Regions from separate parts of the Sus scrofa genome. Here region 1 is linked to region 2. Evidence: chromatin contacts called from public HiChIP or PLAC-seq data. All regions are on one chromosome and are shown on one strand. Each heading gives the region's core, a stretch centred on a gene start, on an enhancer-like site or on the middle of the called end of the contact. The rest is flanking DNA. Distances are from core to core; before and after follow the strand shown. Region 1 holds the start of PPIL2 (peptidyl-prolyl cis-trans isomerase-like 2). Region 2 holds the start of MAPK1 (mitogen-activated protein kinase 1).

The links. HiChIP or PLAC-seq counts read pairs in DNA pulled down with a chosen protein or histone mark.
Region 1: a contact with region 2 is called in an H3K27ac HiChIP or PLAC-seq map of alveolar macrophages. The contact joins the promoter of PPIL2 here to the promoter of MAPK1 in region 2. A contact is called at or near these places in 1 of 5 promoter capture datasets (fetal liver) and 1 of 2 datasets of contacts at active chromatin or transcription factors (alveolar macrophages).

Annotation. Positions count from the first base shown.
Region 1 is chr14:50,227,982-50,234,280 of Sscrofa11.1, reverse strand. PPIL2 (peptidyl-prolyl cis-trans isomerase-like 2) reads left to right here and starts at 1,439. Exons shown (of 21, transcript XM_001929539.5): 1 at 1,439-1,630; 2 at 4,097-4,146; 3 at 5,383-5,428. The coding sequence starts at 1,599. LOC100155534 (verprolin) reads left to right here. Exons shown (of 7, transcript XM_013983173.2): 7 at 1-128. The coding sequence ends at 74.
Region 2 is chr14:50,081,233-50,087,399 of Sscrofa11.1, reverse strand. MAPK1 (mitogen-activated protein kinase 1) reads right to left here and starts at 3,844. Exons shown (of 9, transcript NM_001198922.1): 1 at 3,555-3,844. The coding sequence starts at 3,670. PPM1F (protein phosphatase 1F) reads right to left here. Exons shown (of 8, transcript XM_021073287.1): 8 at 4,353-4,486. The coding sequence ends at 4,374.

The DNA.
Region 1 (6,299 bases), core at 190-2,689, 150 kb before region 2:
TGCCCCATCCCCAAGATGACTCAGAGAATGACCCTGGCAGCGTGGAGCCTGTGCCCTACCAGAGGGACCCGTAACCTCTCTTGTGCAAAGCACGGCCAGAGAAATGAATAAATTCCCCCCGGAGGTGCCTTCCTTGTGCCTCGCTCCCCAGGGACCATGCTGTCCCTTGGGCTTTCTCCTGTCCCAAGTAGTGGTCAGGGTACTGCAAGCCAGAGGCTCATGGGTCTGAGCCTGCACACAGTAGGTGGTCAGGTGGTCAAGTCAGGGAGGCTGGGATCCAACATGGGAACTCAGCCTACACCACAACCACAGCAACTCAGGATCCGAGCCAAGTCTGTGACCTATACAGCAGCAACACCAGATCCTTTAACCCACCAAGCAAGGACAGGAATTGAACCTGTGTCCTCATGGATACTAGTCGGGTTACCTCTAAGCCACAACAGGCACTCCCAAGAGTGCTGGCAATTTAGTGTTTGGGAATCAAGGGATACAGTGTTTAAAGCCATCAATCTGGGCAAGATCACCCAGTGCTTGACTGTAGAGGGAGGTCCAGGGCTTGGCTGGGGCACACAAACATGGTGGTCTGGCTGAAGAGACAGAAGGTATCATCAGGGCTTTGGACTTTCAGGCTTGATGGCTCCTGCCCCTGGGCCTCCCAGGAGAAGGGCCTGGAGGCAGTGGGAACTGTATGGGCAGTGAGCGGGTGGACAGAAAGTGTGGATGTCCCTTTTGAGCTGTCTGCCTTGGGGGGGCGGGGGGGGGGTAGTTGAGGAGTGGATATGGGGCCTAGTGGGAGTTTTCCTTTATATTTACTTTTTTGTTACAATCGCAGAATGTGTAAAGTTCTCAAGCCAGGGATCAAATCCTGCCCTAGGTGCAAACTGCACCACAGCTGTGGCAACGTGGGATCCCTAACCCGCTGAGCTAGGTGGGCTTTTTTTTTTTCCTAAGGCCGCACCCGTGGCACATGGAGTTTCCCAGGCTAAGGGTGGAATTGAAGCTGTAGCCGCTGGCCTATGCCATAGCCACCGCAACGCAGGATCCGAGCCGCGTCTGAGACCTACACCACAGCTCACAACAAGGTGGTTAAGCGGATCATTAAGCCACTGAGCGAGGCCGGGGATCGAACCTGAGTCCTCTAGTCAAATTCGTTTCAGCTGAGCCACGACAGGAACTCCCAGGCGGGCTTTTTAAAGACCTGAGAAATCAGGTCAAACTAGGGTGGGTCTAAGCCCTGTGGGGCAGATAGGCAACGGTCCAGAGAAAGGCACCCGGGAAGATGGGCCTTCGGGGTAAGGTGGCTCTGCCTAGGGCTGGCCCAGAAGCCCCAGCACCCAAGCGCCCCCCGCCCCCCACCTCGGGCACGCGCGCTGGGCACCACGGTTCCCGGCATACCCAGCGCCAGCTTCCGGGGCGGGGCGGGGCGGGGCGGGGCGGGGGGGGGCCAAGGGACCCGGAAGTTGTTACGAGGTCGACGGAGACGCTGGAGTCTGAGTTGTCTGCGATTGTTTTTCTTCGGAGACGCGGCTGTCTGAGTTGTCTGGGGTTGTTTTGCCACGTTCGCTCGTCCTGCCGGCGCCGCCGCTGCCACCGACGCCATGGGGAAGCGACAGCACCAGAAAGACAAGATGTAAGTAGCCCCCCTCCGGGAGCGGGCCCCGTTGGCCTCAGTCCCGCCTGTGGCCGTTCCTGCGTTGCGCCTTTTCCCCGAACCCCTCTCAGCTTCGCTTCCCCAGAAGCCTTCGGCCTACGCCGGCGGGGCGGCCCCGTAAGGCTCAGGGTTTCCCAGGGTCCCCGTTCCTTCAGCTCCGCCACTGCTGTCTTACCCCGCGCGCGGTTCACGCCCCCCAGCCTACCCGAGAGTTCCAGCATCTCCTATTAGAAACAGACCAGCCTTGCCCCACCAGCTGCCATCGAGTTTCTTTGATTTTCTTCATGGCAGGATGGGAAAGGCCTGTGTCTACCTGCTGTTTCTTGCTGTCCTTTTGAAACCACAACAGCCAGGCACTCGACCCCCCCGCGCTGCTCTTGTTGGGATCCAGTAACTTTTGCGTGGCTACATCTGGGAGTCAGTTTTCAGACCTCGTTTTGTTGGGCTTCTCAGCAGCGTGTGACACGGCCGAATAGCCCTTCTCTGGTGTCTGGGACACCATACACTCCTCAGGGGCTTCTCTTTCTCCGTCTCCTTTGTTGGATCCTCCTCCCCTCTCTCGGACCTCATAGTTCTGTACCGCCCCCCCCCCCCTCCCAGTTTACTCTTCTCCGCGGTGGTCACACCAGTCTTGCAGTGATCAGCTGCTTGCCAGACACCTCCTTTTGGAGATCTGAGGGACATCTCCAATTCACTATGCCCCACGTGGAGCTCTGGATTGTTGCACCTGAGCCTGCTCTGCCCCCATCTTTCTTTCTTTTTTCTTTTCTTTTTTTAAATTACTCAATGAATTTATTACATTTATAGTTGTACAATGATCATGACAATCCGATTTTATAGGATTTCCATCCAACACCCCCAGCGCATCCCCCCACCCCCCAAACTGTCTCCTTTGGAAACCATAAGTTTTTCAAAGTTTGTGAGTCAATATCTGTTCTGCAAAGAAGTTCATTGTGTCCTTTTTTCAGATTCCACATATCTGATAGCATTTGATGTTGGTGTCTCATTGTCTGACTGACTTCACTTAACATGATGATTTCTAGGTCCATCCATGTTGCTAAAATTTTTCTTTCTTCTTTTTTTTTCTTTTTAGGGCTGCACTCGTAGCATATAGAAGTTCCCAGGCTAAGGGTTGACTCAGAGCTACAACTACAGGCCTACACCACAACCATAGCAATGAGGGATCTGAGCCCCGCCTGCTACCTACACCACAGCTCATGGCAATGCTGGATCTTTAACCCACTGAGAGACCAGGGATCGAACCCAAATCCTCATGGACACTAGTCAGATTCCTTTTCACTGTGCCACAAAGGGAACTCTGCCCCAATTTTTCCATCTCAGTGGTCATACCACTGCTCAGTTTGCTGGGGTCAGAAGGCTAGAAGTTTCTCTTAGCTCCCCCTGCCTCCTGTTGGCCAGTAAGTCCTGCTGGCTTTTCCAGGAACTGATCAGTTCCCCCTCATCCACCACTCCTCCCACAGGTGGAGTTTATGCCATGTCCTTCTTAGACCTTTGTAGTTCTCCTCTCATTGGTTTTCTGCTGCCTCTTGCTTGTCCCTCTGCACCCAGCAACCAGAGTGAATCTTGGAGGACATTCTCGATCTAGTCAGGGAATGACTGTTCAAAACCCTCCAGCAGGAGCTCCCGTTATGGCACAATGGAAACGAATCTGACTAGTATCCATGAGGATGTGAGTTTGATCCCTGGCCTTGCTCAGTGGGTTGGGGAATCGGGCATTGCCTTGAGCTGTGGTGTATGTTGCAGATTCGGCTTGAATCTGGCATTGGTGTGAGCTGTGGTATAGGTTGCAGACACTGCTCAGATTCTACATTGCTGTGGCATAGGCCAGCAGCTACAGCTCTGATTCACCTCCTAGCCTGGGAGCTTCCATATGCTGTGGATGGGTCCCTAAAAAGCAAAAATAAAAAAAAAAATCCTCCAGTAGCTCTCCACCTTACTTGAAGCAAATCTCGAATCCTCACGTGGCCTTTGGGGCCTCTTGTGATGCAACCATTACCCTCGGCCCTATCACCAGTGGCCATGAGCCCCTGTGTGTGCACTTCATCTTCACTTTACCCATCTTCACCTTACCCATTTTGGGGAACACTCCAGCTTTTCCTTTCTCAGCGTTTTTGTACTTGATTAGCCTGTTTAGTCCGTCTGCCTGGAAAGGTCTTCTCCTAGATTGTCACCTGGCCGGCTGCTTCTCATCATTAAGCCTTCTATTAAATTCAGTTCATTTCCTTCAGAGCAGGATGGTTTGTGTTTGCTTGCTGGTTTGTGTGTCCCTGTGTTCTTTTGTGTGTATATCACCATGTGCCTAATGCATGTAGGTGCTTAATAAGCATTTGAAGAATTAGTGAAATGGTTCAATTGTCAGTTCCTTACTTCCAGAGACTTTGTTTTCCTTATTAAGGGGATGGTAGTAAGATTCTCTCTTTTCAGGTACATCACCTGCGCAGAATATACTCACTTCTATGGTGGCAAGAAACCAGGTAAGGTTTGAAATCCTTCTGTGCCCCTTTGGTGTATGTGTGAGTGTAATTAAGGAATGATGCCTTCACGGTACAGTGAGCCTTAACAATTAACAAGAACATGGGAACTGTAGTAGATAAATGGGCTGAGGCATGGGCAGCTCACAAAAAAGGGAACACACTAAACAGAGAAATGTTTAATGTCCGTGGTGATTTTTTTTTTTTTTTTTTTTTTTTTTCTTTTTAGGGCCGCACCTGCAGCATATGTAAGCTCACAGGCTAGGGGTGGAATCAGAGCTGTAGCTGCCAGCCTTTGCCACAGCCATAGCAATGCCAGATCCAGGCCGAGTCTGAAGCCTACATTACAGCTCACAGCAATGCCCAATCCCCAACCCACTGAGCAAGGCCAGGGATCGAACCTATGTCCTCATGAATACTAGTCAAGTTCATTACTACTGAGCCACAACGGGAACTCCTGATTTTAACATAGGGTAAAATAATATTTTTTCTATCAAGTTAATAAAGAATAAAAAGCATGGTAATACCTAAAGCTATCAAGGCTGCAATAAAAAGAACAGTGTTGGGAGTTCCCTGGTGGCCTAATGGGTTAAGGATCTGGCATTGTTACTGCTGTGGCATGGGTTAGATGCCTGGCCTGGAAACTTCTGCATGCTGCAGGCATGGCCAAAAAAAAAGAAAAAATGAGCACCCTCATGATCACTGGTGAGAGCAAAACTGGCACAGCCTGCCTCAAAAACAAAGTCAAAACCCACAGCAGGGGTGTTAGTTAGGGTTGTGGCAGAAATCCATCCAAAGTGACTTAAACAAGTGTATGCTTTTTCCTCTAAGCCTGCTCTTGATGTTTTGCTTCCATCTATAGAAAGGTATGAGCCCACAGCAATTGCTGCACTAGGTAATATACATCAACGTTTTGTTTCTTTTTCTTTTTAAAAAAAATTTAGCAGCTTTTATTATTTTTATTGATATGTAATTTACCTACAACATTGTATTACTTCTGGGTGCACAACATAGTGATCTGGTATTTCTGTTCATGGCAAAATGAAACCCAAAAACGAAGGCTAGTTACCATCTGTCACTATAGTTACTACGACATTATTAACTACATTCCTCACACCGTATTTTTCATCCCTGTGGCTTACATGTATTTTTTCTTAAAATGTGAGTTGTTGATAGGAATACGTTTGTCAGGTCTTTTTACAGACTGCATTTTCTGTCTTTCATTTTCATCTTAAACAGATATCCCACAAACAAATTTTCGCCGCTTACCTTTTGACCACTGCAGGTAAGAGTTTAGAGTTAAATGTTCCTGGCGATTGTTTTTTTGGTGCTCAGTTGTTTGGCAGTGAGTCTGATTCCTGGAGGTGCAGGTGTAGCTGTTGTCTGTGCCACCCCCACCCCCATCTTTACTGAACTGGGGAAAGGTGACCCAGCAGTGAAAACTGATGATTTTCTGCATTTTCTGTGTCTCTATTTACGTGCATTGTCTCTTAACTTTGCTCCTACTTTTCTGAGGTCGGTCAGCTCTGTTGTTAAGCATGTTTTACAAATAAGAGAGTCAGTGCCTAGAGGAGGAAAGTTTCTTGCCCAGTGTCCCATCCAGGAGGCAGTGCCACTGAGGCCGAGCCCCGCCTTTCATGCTTTACTTTTGGCCCAGAGTCCAGGTGGTAGCCTGGGCAGCAGTCATTGGACCAGGGGCCCCCTTCCCCTTCCCTTGAGTGCAAGTCACTGGGGGGATTGTCTCAGCCGTGGAGCCGCCTCTGTTAGACTCATGAACCTCAACACTGGGCTTGTGGAAGTGGGCAGGTCTGGTGGTCCCCTTCTTAGCCCAAGTTTGAGCCATGGTCATCTCTGTTCTGGACACATGTGTCTACACAGCATGCTCCCTGCCTTGCCCCCTCTACCTCCTACCACAGTTCTGCTTCCATAGGTTCAGGTGAGCCTTGAGAGCTGCATAGCTCCCCTGGGCATCCCAGCACCTAGTTGAGGCAGGTCACCTGGCTCCCTCAGGGGAGTGAGGGGCCGGGAGGGCTGGGGGATGCAGTGGTTGGACCTGCCGAGGGGAGCTAGGAGGCCCCACGTATGGTGAGTGAGGGCTTTTCCTGCTCACTGCCCCTGCTCAGGGTTCCTGAACAAGTGGGGCCTGGTAATTGGCT
Region 2 (6,167 bases), core at 2,595-5,094:
TCCTACTTTCCTCTTACTTTCAAGAGGACTTCTGGATATAGCCTAAATGGCCTAGAGGCACCACAAACTTAACAAGTCCCCATAAGAACTCACTATTTCCTTCTCCTTAACAAACCTCTTCTGCCTACAATGTTTCTTCTCTGATAATGACACCACCATCTTCCCAGGCTGCCAAGCTAGAAGCCTTGGAATAACCACCATGTCCACAGCACACCACCAAGAAACCCCTCTCAAGTCCAAATCCCGCCTCTCCCAGCCTCTTTCAGATCTCATCGTCCTGGAGTTCCCGTCGTGGCGCAGTGGTTAACGAATCCGACTAGGAACCATGAGGTTGCGGGTTCGGTCCCTGCCCTTGCTCAGTGGGTTAACGATCCGGCGTTGCCGTGAGCTGTGGTGTAGGTTGCAGACGTGGCTCAGATCCTGCATTGCTGTGGCTCTGGCATACGCCGGCGGCTACAGCTCCGATTCAACCCCTGGCCTGGGAACCTCCATATGCCGCGGGAGCGGCCCAAGAAATAGCAACAACAACAACAACAACAACAACAACAAAAAAGACAAAAGATCTCATCGTCCTTTGCTTCATCCCATACTCGCCGTGATTAGAAGTCTACCACTCTACTTACCAGAGCCCCAGTGACTGATTCTGTCTATGAGGGCTCTCCATCTGCTGCTTTCGGCTACCACTCTATTACTTCACCTCTAGGAGGTTACAATAGCCTAACTGATTTCCCACTTTGCTTTTTCCTGTCACTTCTACCAGTGTTGCTCTATCTTCCCTCAAAATTTCAAAACTGACCATGTGTCTGCCTCTTTTCAAAAACACTGATGCTTCTCCATTGCACAAATATACGCTCAAGCTTGGTTTCGGCTTTAGAGTCCTCTACAATTTGCCAACTAAGTACTTTTCCAGAATTAGAGTCTACAGCTCAAACTGTCACTTGCACCGATTATCTTTCTATCAAAATCACACCCACTCCTAAAGGCCCAATTCAAGCTCCACTCTTCATCTTTATATTCTCCACATGATGATTAGGAAAGGACTCTGCACAGAAAAAGCAAATTCCTAATGAACTGATTCAGGGAGTGAAAAAAAATTTTTTTCTCCCAAAACACTTAAATCCTCTGGAAGCATTAAATTTTTGAAAACATCCCTATTCAAATATTACTATTTCAATCAAGAAATCCTCCATAAACCCAACAATGTAAACCAACATTTATTAAATGCTAATAATGTGTGACATGGATTTAATTCTTATATTAAATATCATTAATCTGAAGATAAAAAGCTATAATCTGTACCCAGGATTCTAATTCCAATAATATTTACACTTGGATCCTACTTAAGAAAGGAACGTCACATTAAGAGGGCTTGGTATTTTACCCGACAGAGATTTAGAAGGTCAAATAAGTCTACAGAAGCTACAGAAAGTTAGCAGATCTAAATGAGCTTCAGACTAGTAAACATTCTTATCAAATTAAAAAGAAAAAAAAACCTCTAAACTGGATTGTCATAAAACTAGTTTTTTGGTTTTTGTTTTTTTTTTTGTCTTTTTGCCATTTCTTGGGCTGCTTCCGCAGCATATGGAGGTTCCCAGGCTAGGGGTCCAATCAGAGCTGTAGCCCCTGGCCTATGCCAGAGCCACAGCAATGCAGATTCCGAGCCACGTCTGCAACCTGCACTACAGCTCACAGCAATGCCGGATCCTTAACCCACTGAGCAAGGCCAGGGATCGAACCCACAACTTCATGGTTCCTAGTCAGATTTGTTAACCACTGAGCCACGATGGGAACTCCAAAACTAGTTCTTTTCAGAGTCTATCTTAGGTTCTAATTTATCTTCTTTGGAAGGGCTGAAGGACATGACAGGCAATTCTGAACACTTCATAGAGACCTTTACTGGCACACTTACCAGCAGATACAACAGCAATCAGATGTAGGACACAAGTGATGCTGTGGGGCATTACTTTCTCTCCATTGCATTCTAGGACTGCATTTCTTTTAGGCCTCAACTAATTTAATTTCGCTTTTGGCTCCTTAGCCTCTGAATTCACGTTAATTCTCAGCTGTATACTTTGAAGCATTTTGATCTTGAAAAGAATGAAAATATTCAAGATTCAATGAAAGTCTTTTTCTTTTTTTTTAAAGTTTATGTAGTCTTTGAACCTAGCTAATGTAACTGGTAAATCATGCCCTCTATGGCCTTTCTGAAATCAAGATCATTTAAAGTTGAATATATTTCTGAAATAGATTTGCTTATGAGTAAGACAGACTAGAATTCTAAAATTATTAATAACATTATTTAAGAAAAATAGGATGTAATGAAAAGAGCTGCAGCAACTGAAGTTAAATTCTCAGTCTACAATCTCAAGTCTGACTCTTTAGTTGAATGACCTTAGGAATTGGCTTTACCAGAAATACTTTCTCATCTGAAAGATCTCACAGCCCTTCCCTCCCACCAGCTGACTATTCAAATAAAATGAGATAATATATCTAGCACAGTACCTGCCACGCAGCATTCAGTATTAGTTTTTTTCCTTCGTTCAACACAAAAGACACTCACAAGATTTAGGTATAAGGGAGTCCACACCTGCACAAGTCTTCATCAGCACAAGACAGCTAGTTAGTACTAATTTAAAAAAAAAAAAAAAACGAAAAAAAAACACCGTCACCTCCACTCCACAAACGTTTCTGAGGGATCTGCATCAAGACGAGGGAACCAGCATGTGACACTGCAAGAACTCCACCAGGACTGCATACATATTGACCACTAAAGCATTGACAGTAAAAGTCCACAATAATTGTGCTAAAACGTCTGGATGCCTTTATGCTGGTAATAGAGTTCAAGCGAGATAAAGGAAAAAGAAGCCAATTTAGGCCCAACTCCAAATGACTCCTTAATAAATCAAGAGAGGGATGCTGGTTTATCTTTCCTAAAACGCGGACAGTACGATATTAAAACCCATTTAAAAACTTCATCAAGAATGAAATATGCCAAAACAAACATTGACGCCACTAATGCTTTTTCAAAAGCCTGCGCAGGAGAGCACCGCTGGCACCACCGAAGGTATCTGATGAAAGCCGTGCGTGGAAAACGCAGGCGAGGGAAGGAAAATAACAGACGGTCATTTCGGGGCGGGGCACACACGCCGCGGCCGCCGCCGCCAGCATCTGAAGGAATTCGCGGCTTCCCACCCCGGCGCGAAGAGCAGGCCGCGCGGCGCACACCCAGGCCGGGGAGGGGGGCGGGGGGGGCGGAGGGGGCCTAGGTTCCCGGGCCGGGGTCCTGGATCCAGTGTCCACCCCCCGCCCCCTCCCCGCGCCGAGCAACGCCCCAGCCCGACCAGCCCCGCCCCGACCGAGGCCCCGCTGCGGTTGGCGGCGCAGCGGGCCTGGGTCGGAGGTCGGAGGTCCGGGTTGGGGTAGGGGCTGGGTCCGCGTCCGGGGTCGGGGTCAGGGTCGGGGTCCGGAGAGCAAGCGGGGCAGCAGCGGTGAGCCCGGCTGGGGGGGAGGGGAGGGCGGCGGGCGCGGCCAGGCCGCGGGGCATGGACACTCACCACACCATGCCGTAGGCGCCCTCGCCGATGTAGGAGAGGTTGGTGTAGCGCGGCCCCACGTCGAACACCTGCCCGCGGACCATCTCGGGGCCCGCGCCCGCCGCCGCCGCCGCCATGTTGGCTGCCGGGCCGCCGCCGCCGCCGCCGCACTGGGCTCGATGCTCCGCGGCCGCTGCTCGGCCCACGCTGCACCAACGGGGAGACCGCGCCCCAGCCGCTGCAGCCGCCGCCGCTGGCCGGGAAGAATCAGTGAGGGACCCGCTCGGGAGAGGTAGATAGCCACCGACCGCTCGTACCGACTGCCCGCCTGACTGACTGACGGGCGGGCCGGCGGGCGGAGGGAGGGGCGCGCGCCGAGGAGGGCGCCGGGGCAGGGCCGTAGGCGTGAGCGCGGATTGGCTCCCGCGGCCTGGGGGCAGGGCTGCGCGGCCGGCGGAAGAGGCGCGTTGGGGGCGGAGCACTGCAGCGGCGGGGCGGGGCGCGGTCACGTGCGCTCGCGGGAGGCGGCGGGGAAACGCTGAGGACTCCGAGGCGGGGCGAGCTTGCGGGGCCGAACGGGCGGGGCAGCGGGCCGAGAGAAGCTCCGGGCGGCTCCCTCCGAGTAGGAGCGCGACCGGGGCGGATTCCCCCCGCCCCCGCGCGCCGAGCCAGGTTTGTGAGAGTCCGGGGCCCATACAGATTAGAGGCCTCGAGACCCGCACAGAAGCCGGAAGGGTGACCGAGACCGAGAGAGATATTTGCATCCTGAGAAAGTGTGAAACCCAGAGTGGGAGGCGGAGACAAGAAGCCCGGACGCGGCCCGCTCCGGCAGAGGCTCGTTCAACAAGTGTCACCGCGTTCCTGCGCGTCCACCCTCCTCGAAGCTACCCTCCAGGAGATGATGGATGGACGGTCGATGGATCTGAAGGAAGACTCAAGTTGTCTGCGAAGTACTGCGAAGAAAAGGAGAGCAGAGTAAGGGGTTCGGGAGTAGTGGGTTGAGACCCTGAGAAAAACACTGAGATTCAGAGACTGGCACCCAAGTTGGTACAGATGGGCAGGATCTTACCCAGGTAGAAACGCGAAAAAAACAAGTATTAACATCTAGAGAAAACGAGTTAGACGCACTGAGGTTCAGAGATTGTCACAAAAATGGAAAAGAATGTATATATGTATAACTGAATCACTTTGCTGTATAGCAGAAATGAACACAACATAAATCAACTGTAACTTTAATAGTCACAAACACCAGAGGTTGAAAATAAAAGGCAGAATCTTGAAGCAGGTGAATTCGATAAACAGCTAAGACAATGAGACAGAAGATGATCCAGCCCTTGCTTCTGAGCCACTTCATTGGAGTCACCTGCGTCGTCTTGGAAAGGGGACTAAGGGTGGGAAATTCTGCGTCCTGATTGTCTGACACTGTGATCCAGAAAGCCTGGACTTCCAGTCATCAACAAAGATCAACTAGACAGTCTTGAAGATGAATAAGCAAAAGAGAAAAAAATCCTCTGGGGAAAAAAAAAAACATGTGGCATATGAGAAAATAAATAAAGGGCTACAGCCAAAAAGTACTCTTTTGAAATATGTTTAGTCCATAAAGTAGAACCCAACACCTGATTCTTATTCCTTTTTTTTTTTTTTTTTTTTTTTTGTCTTTTTGCCTTTTCTAGGGCCACTTCCCACGGCATGTGGAGGTTCCCAGGCTAGGGGTCTAATCAGAGCTGTAGCCACCGGCCTATGCCAAAGCCACAGCAATGCAGGATCCTTAACCCACTGAGCAAGGCCAGGGATCAAACCCTCAACCTCAGGGTTCCTAGTCAGATTTGTTAACCACTGAGCCATGACAGGAACTCCCTGATTCTTGATTAAAAGAAGAACTTGCATCTTTTAAAGGACAGGCCAAGATAAATAGAGGGTACCATGAAATTAAAACCACAATAGCCAAAGTAAAAGCAATGGTTGGAGCTGTAATAAGCAGACTTAACAGTGTAGAAGAGCAAGTCAGCAGGATAGGAGACGACTATGAGAAAAAGCTGGTGATGAAATTCTTTAAGAAGAAAATGTACAAGAGAACAAACACCACAAAGTCAAACTACAGGCACCCCCTCCCCAAAGAAGACAGAGCAAATCACTTAGAGGCAATAACTTACAGTAAAAGAAAACCTGCCTTAATGTCTAAAAAGATCTGTGGTGTTGGAGTTCCCTGGTAGCCTAGCAGTTAAGGACCTGGCATTGTCACTGCTGCAGCTCAGGTCACTGCTGCAGCAAAGGTTTAATCTCTGGCCTGGGAGCTTTTGTATGCTGCGGGTGCAACCAAAAGGATCTAGGATGGACATGGAAAATTGAGTTCTCTGAATCCAGAAAAAATAAATAAGCAGAAAACTTCAAGACATGATCTGGAAAAGTTCGGAAACGTCAGCAATAAAGAACAAGCACAATGTATAATCAGGACAAAGAGATTGTTTATTTAAAAAGCTAAAAACTGGGAGTTCCTGTGGCTCAGTGGGTTATCAACCCGACTAGTATCCATGAGGATGTGGGTTTGATCCCTGGCCTTGCTCAGTGGGTTAATGATCTGGCATTGCCGTGAGTTGTGCTATAGGTCGCCTACATGGCTTGGATCTGGCATTG